Regions from separate parts of the Anser cygnoides genome. Here regions 2 and 3 are each linked to region 1. The links are chromatin contacts, called in public Hi-C maps. All regions are on one chromosome and are shown on one strand. Each heading gives the region's core, a stretch centred on a gene start, on an enhancer-like site or on the middle of the called end of the contact. The rest is flanking DNA. Distances are from core to core; before and after follow the strand shown.

What was found. A called contact is a pair of places that touch in the nucleus more often than the background predicts.
Region 2: a Hi-C map of liver shows a contact between it and region 1, with 7 times the contacts expected there. The contact joins two enhancer-like sites. A contact is called at or near these places in 2 of 7 Hi-C or Micro-C datasets (both in liver).
Region 3: a Hi-C map of liver shows a contact between it and region 1, with 14 times the contacts expected there. The contact joins two enhancer-like sites. A contact is called at or near these places in 2 of 7 Hi-C or Micro-C datasets (both in liver).

What each region holds. Positions count from the first base shown.
Region 1 is chr20:4,436,445-4,440,815 of Taihu_goose_T2T_genome, forward strand. It overlaps CACFD1 (calcium channel flower domain containing 1), which reads right to left. Exons shown (of 5, transcript XM_066980695.1): 2 at 427-499; 3 at 1-5. Among named protein-coding and RNA genes, the nearest start is that of CACFD1, 3.6 kb to the right of the region's middle. Within about 2 kb of position 2,122, at least 1 of the 3 cell types and tissues checked has open chromatin away from gene starts, as enhancers often do. A contact at or near this core is called in liver, where this site is marked.
Region 2 is chr20:4,204,197-4,208,567 of Taihu_goose_T2T_genome, forward strand. The region is part of intron 2 of VAV2 (vav guanine nucleotide exchange factor 2); the gene reads left to right. Among named protein-coding and RNA genes, the nearest start is that of VAV2, 38 kb to the left of the region's middle. Within about 2 kb of position 1,840, at least 1 of the 3 cell types and tissues checked has open chromatin away from gene starts, as enhancers often do. A contact at or near this core is called in liver, where this site is marked.
Region 3 is chr20:4,242,037-4,246,407 of Taihu_goose_T2T_genome, forward strand. All of the region lies in intron 2 of VAV2 (vav guanine nucleotide exchange factor 2), which reads left to right. Among named protein-coding and RNA genes, the nearest start is that of SARDH, 54 kb to the right of the region's middle. Within about 2 kb of position 2,480, at least 3 of the 3 cell types and tissues checked have open chromatin away from gene starts, as enhancers often do. A contact at or near this core is called in liver, where this site is marked.

The DNA of each region.
Region 1 (4,371 bases), core at 872-3,371:
TAACACTGCCCCAGAGCGAGGGTCAGCCGTGCCCCCGGCCACACCAAAGCGGAAGCACGCAGCGGGGCTGGACCCCGCTTCCCTCTCCCCCCTTCTTGATAATTCCCAACCCCAGGCCCCAGATTTATTTTGGGTAAGGTTACTGCGGTATTTACCTAAAAAGGGGTGGGGAGGGGGGTAAGGAGAGAAGAGGAATATAAATGGGGACATAAATAGGATAAAGCTTGTGTCTCCACCGGTCTGACTGAGCAAGACCTGGCAATTCACGCCCGCCCGCAGGACAGGGCAGACATTTCACCTCAGCTCTGCCCCTCGCTCCGTGGTGCCTAATGGCCAGAATCACGGGGTACCCTGAGCGGGAAGGGACCCCCAAGGATCCCATCTCCCTCCCGGCAGAAAAAAAAAAAGAACAGAAACTCCACTCACATCATCCACACGCCAGCTGCTATGTTCAGGGGGTTGATGGTGACGCAGTTCCACAGACCAGCAAAGGCACAGGCTGGAAGGCAAGAAGAGGCTTTCGGTGACCACAAAGACCCACAGGACAGCGGGGTCGGAGGCTGGCCAGCAGGGCTGGCTTCTCCCAGCTCCAGCCTGCCCTGCAGCCACACCAGCAGGGTTGTGCCCTCCTGTGCTTTGGGCTCATCTGTCCGGACAGACAGCGCTGGAGCTGCCCAGAAGGGTCCTTGCCTTGGCTGGCACCTCCGGGCACTGCAGAGCAGCGTGCACAGACCAGCACAGAAGGGCTGATGGCCCGAGGAGAGCAGGATGCAGGTGGAGGGTTTGTTCCCATCCTACCTGGCCCAGCATCCAGGTATCCTTCTGCTCTGAATGCTTGGTGCCTCAGTGTGACGCCTGCTCAGAACAGTGTTTGCTTTTATGTGCGGTCACATACGTGGCACCCCGGGTTTTATTTGCAAAGGAACCACTGGTTTGCCCCAGGACTGAACAAAGACGACCCTGCCGGCACCCATCTCAGAGCAGCACGGGGAAAAGTTCAGCAAAAAAATTACTTGCAGCCCTTTCAGGCTGAAAATAAAGGAGAGGTGAACCCGGTCTTGGTCACACACTGCTAGTTCTGTGCAACTCTGCTAAAGATTGGCAGAAAAGAGCCAGTTTTGGGTCTCTGCTAATACAAATGGAAGTGGCTGCTGGTTAAAGCAAGGCCCAGAATAGCTCCTGCTCTCCTGAATTCGTAATGCCAGGAGAGGAAGCAGCCAGCAGCCAGGCTGCAGGCACCCACCTCCTGCCTCATTAAACTTGCAAAGAGCTCCCTGCACTCGATACGGCCCCTTTCCCCCGCTGACACCGAGAGGCTGCTGCTGCTCACCTGGGAACCCGAGCCCACGGGAGGGAGGGCGGCGAGGCAGGGGCTGCATCCCCAGTAAACAACAACACAGTGCAGAACCGCATCTGAAATTATACAGCCCTTAAAGGCTGGCCTGGGATGTGCAGCTGAATAATGAAGAGAGCGGTGTGAATGTGAGAATCAGCCTGGATCCAGGTATTTCTGAAGTCTGCTCATGTTTTGCTAAGGGAATCCCTGAGCAGGGCTGCTGTGAGCAGTCCTGACCTTCAAAAGCTTGGCACGAGTTTGCAAGGTTTCCTTCAGGCATCCACTGCTGAATCCTCAAGGTTTCCTCAAGAATATTTACCCTTATTTACCAGACTGGGAAACAGAGCTGCAGGCCTATGATAGGACCAGGCTAAGGTCACCCCACAAGCAAGTGGCCCCCTGATTTTAGAAAACAACCAAACAGGTTTATTTTTAGAGGCTTCCTAGGACTGTCCCCTAGGACCCAAAATCTCCTGGAGATTCCTGCTAGAACAAGATCCCTACAGAGCAGAAATGCCACAGGACATGCTACCAGCCGCGCTCCAAGGGCACTTCTCATCCTCCCATCACAAAGGGATCAGTGTCAGTGTCCCTGCACTGCAGGGGGAAACTGAGGCACCGGGGTGGGATGATGCACACACGCAAACAGACGGAGAGCTGGCAAAGCACCAGCAAGCAGGATTGTAAGGAGCAGCAGGCAGGGACGTTTCTAACTCTGTGACCAAAAAACCCTTGGATGCTCTCGGAAGAGGAGCTCAGGGGACTTGTGACACTTGTGACACAAGTCCGCACCATGGACTTCTAACACTTTTTCTTCACAGAAAAACACACTTCTGAAAATAACCTTAAATGACTTTCAAGCATTTTATTATTAGCAGAACAGCAAAACCCAGCAGCACCTTGACTACCACTGAAAGGGCAAGGGCAGAGCCCTGCCCTGGTTAACAGCACAGTGGAGCAGAGCAGTGCAAGAGGTTCAGAGCTACAAAATCAGCCTCAACCACAGAGCAAACCTAGGGAGGCAGAATGTTATTTTCCAAGCAGGACTTTGGCCCTACTATTTTTTTATTTCTTTTTACCCTAGTCAATCAGGGTTTCGCTTTGTCAGGGCTTTGGTTCAGTTCTTCAAGTTTTGTTTTCATCCCAAAACAACCCTTGACCACTGAATGTCCTCACAGGAGCCTCAGCGAAGCGATCGCCCTGGTTGCCAATGGACTAATGACCCAGCAGGCCTGAGCTGAGCGAGTCCCTACGTCAGCACGAGCACCAACCAGCAGGAAAGGAGTCAAAGGTTTATAATCGCAGGAGCACTGCACTCAGTGGTGGTTGCCAACAGCCACAGAGATAACGATTCGGTGACCTTCAGTCTCCTTTGCAGTGCAATGCATCCTGCGGCAGCCTGGCACATCCTGGTCCCGCTGGGGCAGGATCGGCTCCTGCCTCTGTAGCCAAAAGGGACGCGGAGCCAACCCAGAGGCTTCTTTTTGCACAACAAAGCCTCACAAGAGGCTTCAAATTCAGATAATGCTCGATGGCACGTAAGCTATGGAAGACAGTCCTGCCATTTGTTTAACTGCTGTCCCGTCCTGAGGCCCTGGGGAAGCACAAATAACTGGGAGCTAAAACGAGGAAGTAAAAAAAAAAAAAAAACACACCACCCCCCACAAAGCCTCTATTCATTCCAAGCAGCTGGTCACTGTCCTCAATGCAACCCTATTTTTGCTCCTAGAGCATTTTACAAAAGCCACAGACTCCCATCGTCCTTTTACAAATGGGAACACAAGGGGGAGAGGGGACTCGACCGAGGTCACCAAGCCAGGCTGTGCAGGAGCCAGAAACAGACCCTGAGCCTTGTTTGTCTCGCTTGTGCTCCACCTCCCAGCCCTTTCTGGCTTGATCTTGCTGGTTACAGGTGTTGGCACGTGGTAGGTGTCACCTCCCAGCCTCACCTCCACTGACAAAGTTTCCCATCCATCCTACAGGAAATTCTTCCTCCTGCATAAAATAACCTAGGCCTGTAGCAGCCACAACCCAGACGTCCAAAATCCGTATAAATGAGTTCTGTTCCTTCGTAGCGAGCTCTGAAATTAGAGGCACACTCCAACCTTGCCTAGTTATCAGTCAGCCCTTGTCCTAACAGGCCACCTTCAACAAGGCGATGCTGAACAAGGAGCGTTTTGAGGAGGCCTGTCACCAGCATGGAGGATTGCCTCCTTCCATGACCTCCCGGGTCCCTGCTCCTACCAGGAGCCTGTGACCCCGGCTGACTTGCTTTCTGCCCCACAGACCCCACAAAGTGAGACTGCCCAGGCCACAGAGCAAGCTGTCTGACTCCCCGAGCCATCGGCAATCCTCCTGCCTGTTTCTTCTCCCACATTCACCCAAACACGTAAAACTCTCAGCTTTCCTTTAAAAACAAGTCATGAGTTCTCCAAGCTGTGAAGAAAAGACTGAGAAAAGAATCCAAGTACAACTCGGCTGCTTTGAAAGCTAAAGACAGAGGGGAAAAATCTGCCTTCAAAGACTCGCGCTGCTTTCAAGCCCCTCGCGAGCTGCTCTGGCACGCGAGGCGGGCAGCGCAGCCACCTCCGGCTCTTCGCCCTCCATCCACGTCCCCCGAGCTGTGCGTGGGGCAAAGCCACGTGAAGGGTGCCAAGGCCATAGCCCATGGGACTGACATCGCCCCACGGCCCCCTCATGGGAGCTGCCCTGGGGACACGGCCCTGCCAGCCTCCAGGCCTCCCGCCTCCACCAGAGGCCTCTGGTACGTGTTGCCCCGTAAGAGCAGCCCTGTGGAAACTTTTCACACCTCTGGAATTTCGGCACCTAAGATGTAAAAGCGAGAGCAGCGTTACGTTTTACCAGCATAGCCAAAAAGGGTTTTAAAGGGGCTGCCCAGTGATTCCACAGCACACGAGGTGGGCTGCAGAAACGCCGTGGCCTTGTACAGTCAAGTCCCGAGGCAGGAACAGGCATGGAAAGGGGGCAGGAAGAGAGAGGGTTCAGACGAAACACTACAGCAGAGGGAATAAATC
Region 2 (4,371 bases), core at 590-3,089, 230 kb before region 1:
TTTTGCAAGCTTGTGGGTCCATTTGGGTCGGGTGTTGCTTTTGTGTCAGGGCACCCAAGCTCGGGGCCAGCCGTGCCCAGGGCAATGCTGTCGGGGGGCACCCGGCTGCAGGATGCAGGGAGGGGGCGGCGGCAGGCTGGGTTAGCAGGTGCGGTGCGTCCCGCAGATGTTTTCAGCCAGAACGCTAAAAGCAAGCACAGGAAACCCTGATGCTGAACTTCTCTAAAGCACGGGGCAAATGAATTGCAGATTTCTGTGGCTAGCCAAGCGTGCAGCAGGCGGTGCTTTCTGCTGTGCCGTGCACCGGCCTGTTACGGCGCGGTGTTTGCTGTAGGAGATGCAGGGGGTGTTGCCACACATCGTGTATGTTTTTAGGGTCCAAATCCTGAAAACTTCCCCCTGGTCTCCTGTTAACATTGCCCTGAAGTAACTGGTGGATTAAAAATCTCCTAGCAGGCTGCCGCAGTTTGCAACCAAAAGGACCACGCTGGTTTACTTTGTGGTCTTCAGGGTCCAGTGACAGCACCGGGGCCTCAAATCATGCACATGCACCAAGCTGCTGGTAAAAGCAGTTGGTCTCCTACTGCACCCTAAAGTGAAACACCTGGGTGTCACCAGCCCAGGAAGCTGGGTGCTGAGCTGTGCCCTCTGCTGTCCCCTCCTGTCCCTGGCTGGGCCGGAGGAGAGGCTGCTTAAAAAGCAGAGCTTTTAGCTGCGAGGTGGCCGGCTATCTCTGCTTTCTCCTTCTCCTTTCTCCTTTTCCTCCCTCTCCTACTTGCAAATCAGCACTGTTTATAGATGCACAGCTCCGCCGTGGAACTGAAAGAGCCAGAAATGTTCATTCTGGGAAGCTTTGCTTTTCTTTTTTTTTCCTCCCCTCTTGGCTGCTTTCCCCAGTATTTTTCCAAGGGGTCACATTAAGGGGTATTATGTTTCAGATCAAACAAGCACGGACAGGATCTTTCCTAACTCCCATAGTCTGCATGGGAGAACGGTGCTGTTGGGCCTCAAACTGCAACCGAAGTGTTGTAATGTGCAGGGAGCCGGAGGTATCGATCAGGACGTGGGTAAACACGTATTCTTAATGTGTATGAAATTGATTTTCTTGCACTTCCGTGATCTGGCTGAGCTCTTCTTGTAGTCATATTAGACAAGATCGGGGGGTGGGGAACCTGAGAGCAGTAAAACATTCACTGGTCTGTGCCTCTAAAAAGGGGAAGGGGTGCAGTCCGTCTCTCTTCTGTGACCCTACAGCTTTTGTCTGTTGGTTGAAAAATGCCTGGCTGCTTTTGGACCCCACAAGATGTTGTTTTTTTTTTTTTTTATTACATTATCAGGCGTTTGTGACTTAATGATTTGGTCATGGTCACCACGACTGAAAGGTGTCAACAGGCAGAGTCAGTCCTTCGGTGCCTCAGCGCTCCGTTAGTGCATCTGGCATCACTTGAGCTCAACCGTTCAGCATGCTTGTGCTTTGGGAAAGGAAGGAAACACATCCCGTGTAATGTCATTTAAAGCAATCTCGGAATAAAAGGAGGTTTTTATTCTGTAACGAGCCAGGGATCTTCTGTTTCTTCATTAAAATCTTCCCCAGATTTCCTAGCCTGTCGAAGTTACAGCGTCTGATAATGAAACTGTCTCAAGGCCAAATGCTTCGGTTATGAAGAATAATTAACATTTCTTGAAACAGATTAACGTGTGGGTGTAACCATGTTTTAGCAGAATGTGCAAAAAGCGAAACTCTCAGCCTGAAAGCACTGCCATGACCGAACTTCTCAAACCCCAGTGCTCAGGGTAATTCTGCTCAGCATCTACCCTGTGAAGCAGATTAAAGGAAAAGGGGAGAAAAAAGCCTCTGCAGCAAACCGATTCCTCCTGGGGCAAAGAAGAGCGGGTACAAGTTAGCGTATCAAAGCATCGTGCCCCAAAACAGGCACCCTGATGCTGGGATGGAGCCGGGGAGCCTGGTGCCCATTCCCCAGCCCATCCTGGGAGAAGGGGACAGGGCTGGGGCGCACGGGGGGACCCGATTTGGCCCGGTCAGCCTCCTCCTGCATTGACACTTTGCATTCGGGCAGTCACGTATCGAAGCGAAATGTTAATGTTTCACGGCAAATAAACATTGCTCAAAGTGGGGGCAGAAAAATGGTGTGTTGAAACCTCGGCTCCTCAGCAGAGCGTGGTTTCGGTGAGGTTTGCTATTAACACCCAGGTCTCCTGCCATCTCCTGATTTAAGGGGCTTTACGGTGCTGAGGCCGTGACTTGGGGGTGCTGCTGCTGGCAGGAGCAGCTCCGTGCACGAGGGCTGCCCTCGTGCCACAGCTCGCTGGTGATGAGGTTTCTCCTTTCCATCCCCGCCTTGTTCAAGAGAATTTAAAAAAAAAAAAAAAAAAAGGCATCTCAGACTGTTTTGTTCCACTCTTTCAAAATGGGCTGCTTGTTTGTTCTTGGAGCGCTTCCAGACTTTTTTTTTTTCCCTTTTCCTTCAGAAATGAGTTATTTCTTCAAAACCGCCCTGTACTTTCAGGATTCCTCCGGGTGATTCCCCTGCCCGCTCCAGCTGGGTGTGCAGGGCTGGGGGGGCTGGAGAGCTTGGTATGATGGTTGTTCCAGACTCGCATGGGCTGCACGGGGTGCATCGGGGCAGTGACACGGGATCAGGTGGCTTGGATCTGCAGTGCTGGCGGGGAACAGTTTCCTTTGGATGGGTTTTAAATAGCTTCCCTGAGCATCGCAGGTGAAGCCAGGATCACGGAGACGTGTGAAAGCCACCTGCATGGGCTGTGTGATGTTCCTAACTATCGTTTCCCTGCTGGGAAAGCTGGTGCGTTCTTCCTGGGGACAAGTGCCTCTGCGTTTCCCAGCCCTTCCCGACTTTGCCAGGTTTTGAGCTAGGCAAGGAAGAGGCAGGGAGGCACGGTGCCTGCCACCAGTGTCGATGTGCAGTTTTTTGCTGTACCTGCAGCCGGACGGCAGCGCTTGCCAGCCCTCGATGCTTTGCAGATTGAGTTAATGAGCCTCAGATGGTGATGCCGCAGCTCACTCATTTATACTCTCAGTCTTAATGGCGTGTGTGTAAGTGAGGCGTTCTCCTCTTCAACATCGTTTTCTTCCTACTAATTACATATTAAAGCATAATCGCGGTAGCAAGAAAGCAGCCTTAATGCACCCTGGGTAAAGCTAACGATGTGGGCACACTCTATTTAGGGGCGTTTGTCAAAGTTCCCTATCCCAAGCCTGTTGTTAGTAACTTCAGGAATTTCTGAGCCAGCATGGACTTGGTAAATGTTTGCAGTCATTCCTCCTAATGAATAAGGCTTGTGTGGGAGAGGCTGATGGAGCTGCGGTGGAGATTTTTCCCTGGCTAACAGATGGTGGGGATTTCACAGCCTGTTACTGAAGTTTTGAAAAAGGTGGTTCAGGGGAAGGAGCTAAATGCAAATGGGCTGTGGAAGTAAGGCAGATCGGAGCCAGCACTGTGTATGTTCTTCTGGGACTTTGGGAGTGGTGCTTCCCTCCCTAATCCTAGGGCAAGGCTTCATCTTGGTGCCTCACTGCTGACACTGCTGCTGGTGTCCAGCACCTTCTCTGTGACCTCTGCTGCGTGGCAGAGCTCGTCTCCATCTCCTGTGCTTGCCACCTTCGGGATCTCCCTGACTTCAGGCAGCTCTGGAGCTTGTGTCTAACTTGAAGGCCACAGAGGGGCTCAGCAGTGAGGAGAACTTGTACGATATCTGGGTTCTGAGTCGGTGCAGATGTGGCCCAAGAAGCAGCAGTAGGCCCGGGCCCTGCAGAGTGGTGCCAGGGGGCAGTGACGGAGGCCCAGCAGTTGTGGGCCCCGGTCTGGTGCAGCCCCCCAGCCTTTAAGAGCCTCTCGCTGAAGACAGGTGAATTACTCATATGGGTAGGGAGACAGCCGCACAGATATTTGCATTGTATGGTCTTTGAGGATGCAGCGAACGTCCCACAGCGAATAATGAATATCGTACGGTTAAAGGTGTACTCCTGTCTCACTTCGTTTTGCGTGTCTAACTTAAAATACGCCTCTGGAGAGACCAGATGTAAAAGTGGTGTTTTGACAAAGAAAACTGAGTTTTCTTAAGAGGGAAAAAAATGAGAAAAGCCCTCTCCCAGTAAGCAGACCCCTCAGTGTAGGTGCTACTCGTGTGCAGAGGTGGGGGTCCCAGGAGGCTCCCGAGCACGTGTGACAGTGGGGGTGTTCCTCTGGCTCTTCGGCCTCCTCTGGGTGCATGCAAACACAAAGCCACCAAAGACAGTGCTGGGAGCACTGATGTGCGAGAAGTGCTTGGAGAGGCAGGGTGAGAGGCAGCGGCCTCGGAGCATCGCTCCCCTCCGTCCCCGTGGTGTGC
Region 3 (4,371 bases), core at 1,230-3,729, 190 kb before region 1:
TCATATTTGCGTCCCCAACACTTAACATGGGCAAATCATGGGCTTAATGCGGCATAATGCTGGGTTAAATAACCCTTTTTTCAAAGGACCAGCCGAGCAAATACATACTCCCTGCCCGCATACCCAGCGGAGCGATGCTGATCGCCTCGGGATGGCCTCCTGGACCTCTCTAGTGAGGGCTGTAAAAGCCCCGTACGCACTCAAGCCCTTTATTTTTAATCACACCTACGCAGGTGCCCTTTTCTGATGGAGTCCCTGCCCCGCTGCTTTGTAAGGAAATAACGCAGACCTTTGGTGCACGCTCCTCCTGCTTCCCCGGAGGAGTTGTTGGTTTGGGTAAAGATGCTTTCATCTGGAAAGCGCATCTCTGACGAGGCACTGCTGTTAGGGGGCTTAACCTCGTTATCCTGAGAGGTGTAATCGCTTGTCCCCGTAACCGTAACGCAGCCTGACACGGGCGCTCTGAGCTGTGGCTAAGAGGTCTCGGGGACAATCTGTGTCAGATGCTCACTTGAGATTATTTTAACCCTTTGCTACTCTCGTGATCGAGATTCCCTTTAGAAAAGGAAGGAGCCCTGTACGTCTGGATGTCCTTGGTGAATTTCGGAAGCAAAATCCAGCTTGTGCCTGCAGATCCTGCTCCCAGCGTGCAGACTGGGTGCCCGGCTAGCAGTCCAGCCCGGCGTGAGGCTGGTGGTGTTAGCATCCCTGGCGAGCTCTCCTCCTAATCAGCATCTGGGCTTGAGGACCGTATTTACCACTTAAAAACAGCCCTTAATGCTGCACGCACAGCTTTAAGAGGTCAGGGGAGCAGCAAACCCGGAGGTCCTGTCCTGCCTCAGCGATATGGAGCAGGGCCCTTGGACAGTGCAGGAGGGGGCTGCACCCGGAGATGTTGGTGCAAGGGATTCCCTGCGACATCTGGGGGATGCTCAAGGGGCAGCAGACACCAGCTGTAGGTTTAATGTTTGCTGTGCTTGTCGGGCTTTACAGGTACTGTGCAATAGCATGCAGAGCGTAAATAATGGATCCAGAGCACGCAGGTTGTGTTTTAGCTGTGCATTTGGGGCTGGCTCACATGCTCGGGGTCTCACAGAGCGCTGCAGGACTCGGGGCTGGGTTCGCCGAGGTGCTAAGCACGGGGGAGAGGCACATGCAAAAAGGCAGTGATGGGAAAAACTGCTGGGGGCACTTTGGTTTGCAAATATCCTGCCTTGGCTGTGAGCCCTGGTGTGCGCGTGGAGCTGGGTGGGAGGTGCTGGGGTGGGTGCTGGGCCCCGGGTGTGCAGCGATGCTCCTCGGCAGGTGGGTGGGCAAAGGTGTACGGTGACCGCTGCCACCAGCACCACAAACTGGAGCTGTCTGGGGCACGTCCTGCTGGCGCCTCACAGCAATCTCACGGCTGCTTTGGTTCGGCAGCCTTGTCCCCACTGCAACTCTTCACGTTGCCGGTTTTGCTGTTGGATGCTGTTACCCAGCTCAGAACTAACTTAGCCAGCTTGTATCCAAATTTGGGGTCTGCTTCCCATCCACACTGAGGCGAGGGATTTGGTCTGAGGATTTGTAATTATTTTATTTTAATATTTATATTTTATTTTATTCTATTTGCCCTTCCTGAGTTTAGGTGTCAAATCATTCCATGCGATTTCAGGCTCTGAAACCACCTTCCCCCCAAGAAGCCTGTGCACGGAGGTAGCAACATCAAGGTTTCTGCCCAGGCTTATCATCACTGTGATGAGCTCCTGACTTGCTGCAAAGCAAATCCTCTTGTTCTGGGAATGCACGACGACCTCGCCAGGGTCTGCACAAGCCACGAGCCTGGCTCCAGCCCCTGCAGCTTGCTCCTAACTGCAGGGTTAGGGAGTTCCTCGTATGCAAAGCGTATTCCAGCCCAGCTGCCTCGGGTTGTTTTTGCAAATAACGAGAGTTTATTTTAGTTTTCTAGATGTGCAGAGATACCGCTAGAAATAAGCAACGCTGGAGGAAATAGAAGAGCAGTAAGCACATTAATTTATTTATTTTTGTTTTGTTTTAGTTTATTTTTAAATCCATCATTCCTAAAAGAAAGCACTGGCAGTGAGAAAGATGAAAGTTAGTGGTTTTCTTACGGTGTGGGGATTTTTGCTGGTTTTGTTTGTTTGCAAAAATCCCGTTTCTTTGCTCAGCCAGGATCCTTGCAAAGTGACCGGTGAATTTGAGGAACCTGGGCTGAGACTTGCTTTTGTTTCTGGAAGCGCAGAACTCGGTGCCTTTCGAAAATGAGGCTCTCCGTGAGGCCTCTGATGCTCGGGCTCCGAAACCGCGTCCCTGGCCCTCCCGCTGCCTTCCTGCTCGGGCTGATCCACGGCAACGCGGTCGTACCACGGGGCACGGGGCTGGTAAATGATCAGCTGGCTTGTTTGGTTTAGCTCGTGGCAGAAAACGGAGGAGAGCTGGAATGTCAGGAATGCAGAGAGCGTCCCTCACCCTGCCCGGGGAAACCACCAGGAATTTCCCAGCCCCGTGCAGGTCAGCTGCTGGAAGCAGCCTGTGGCTGCGGGTACCTCTGCCTGCACTTTGTACCTCCAGAGCTCCGTCCCTGGCATCTTGTTGTCAGTTTAGACGTAGTTTTTATGGTGACTTGCGCGCACTGAGTGCAGCTTTTCTTGAGGAAGTTCCGCCGAGAACTGGATGAAGAAGTAATAATAATAATAACCTGCATGAGACCTTATTTAAGCCCACAGCCGGCCTCCTCCCAGAAGACAAACTCGCCCATACAAGTGTGTTTTTCCCAAGCAGAGTGTAGAAATGACTCTGCAAAACCTCCCCGCTGCCGGCATCGGGCACGGGGCTTTCCCCTGGGCTGCGGGATGGGGCACGGCACTGGGCTGTGCCGCGGGCTTGGTCGCTGGAGCCCTCTCCAGCACGGTCCAAGGGAGCTGTAAATTTGGAAATTGCTGCTCACGGCTCCTGGTGTGCTCCTGTAGCACTTTCAGGATGCTGCAGCCTCAAAACTGGCTTCGTAGGTTTGGGCAGTGGGGATACCCAAAGGCCTGAACGTGTGAAGTAATTGGCATAAATCATCGGGGAGCTGATAAGGAGTCTGGGGGCGTGCTGTCTGCCTCGGGAAACAAAGCTTCTGCGTTCCCAGTCTGCCTTAAAGGAAAGGGGAGGTATAAATAACCGGCGAACTGTAATTCCACTCGGTGTCATGTCTGCATTAGCTGCATTAGTATGTCCTAGAACCGCAGGAGCAACTAAGCCTCAGATGAGATCAGGGACCCCTTGTGCCAACCGCCGCTTGGCTGCGTAACGAAGCGGTTCCTGCCCTGCCTAATAGAAAATGATAGCCGGGAGTGGCGGGACGTATTACTGCGCTTCTCAGCACATAAGAACCTGCTTTATGGGGAAAATGACACAGTTTAGCAAACACTTAAGGATTTACTTACTTTTAAGAATGCTGTTTAATCCTGTTGAAATTGAAAGGATTACTTGTTCTTAAATGCACGCTTCGTGCTTCCCTGGCTGGGGCTGGCGCAGGAGCTGGGGTTGTGCGGGGCTTTCTTCGCCCCCAGCTCCTCCTTAGCAAAAAAATAAATAAATTCCTCCTTGGAAAAACCCTGCCTGGTGCCGGACAGTCACTGCTCGCTCTTGTTTCTGGAGGTGTAGGGCTTCTTTGTACCTGATCCTTCTTAAAAAGTGGGTCGCTTCGCTGCGTACCCGAGCGTGGATTTGGAGCCTGATCACAGGCAGGCTCATCCGGATCAGGTCCCGGGCTTTGATGTGCCGGGATGCTCAGAGACATGGGGGTTTCGTGAAAGAACAAAGCAAAAAGCCCTGGCGTGGAGAACAGCGTGCTTCTTTTAGATTTCCCTGGAAGTCAAACCCTCCTCGTAGCTGTCTGACTCATAAACTGATCTCTGTGCTGCGTGAGCCTAATAACAGAGGGCAGAAGAGACTCACCCGCTCAGGAGGGGACGTCCCTGGGGCCGCACGGTGCCCCCGGCCCCTTGTGGTCCCGCCGGCTGGCGGCCGGGCTCTGCCTTGAGCCCGTGGGCAATAATGGGCTCAGTCCCTCCTCCTCACCCAGCCTGGGTGCAATCGGCCTGGCGGGTTTTAGAGGGGGGATGCTGAGGCACAAAGATTTAATGAAACAGCCAGAGCAGTCTTCTAGGTTGCTGACAATTTGGGGAGTAAGACCTGATTTCTTTGAGTCCCAGTTCAGTTTTAACATTTAGATTTGCTGGTTAAAGGGCGGTGTTACCAGAAGTCATGTCTTTTCTTGACACTTCCCAAAACCGAAGCAAACAAGAGCCGGCCAAGACAGAGGTGTGAGAGGGACCGGGAGAGCCTGGCTGGCTCGGTGCCCCCCAGGACAGAGGTGGAAATCTG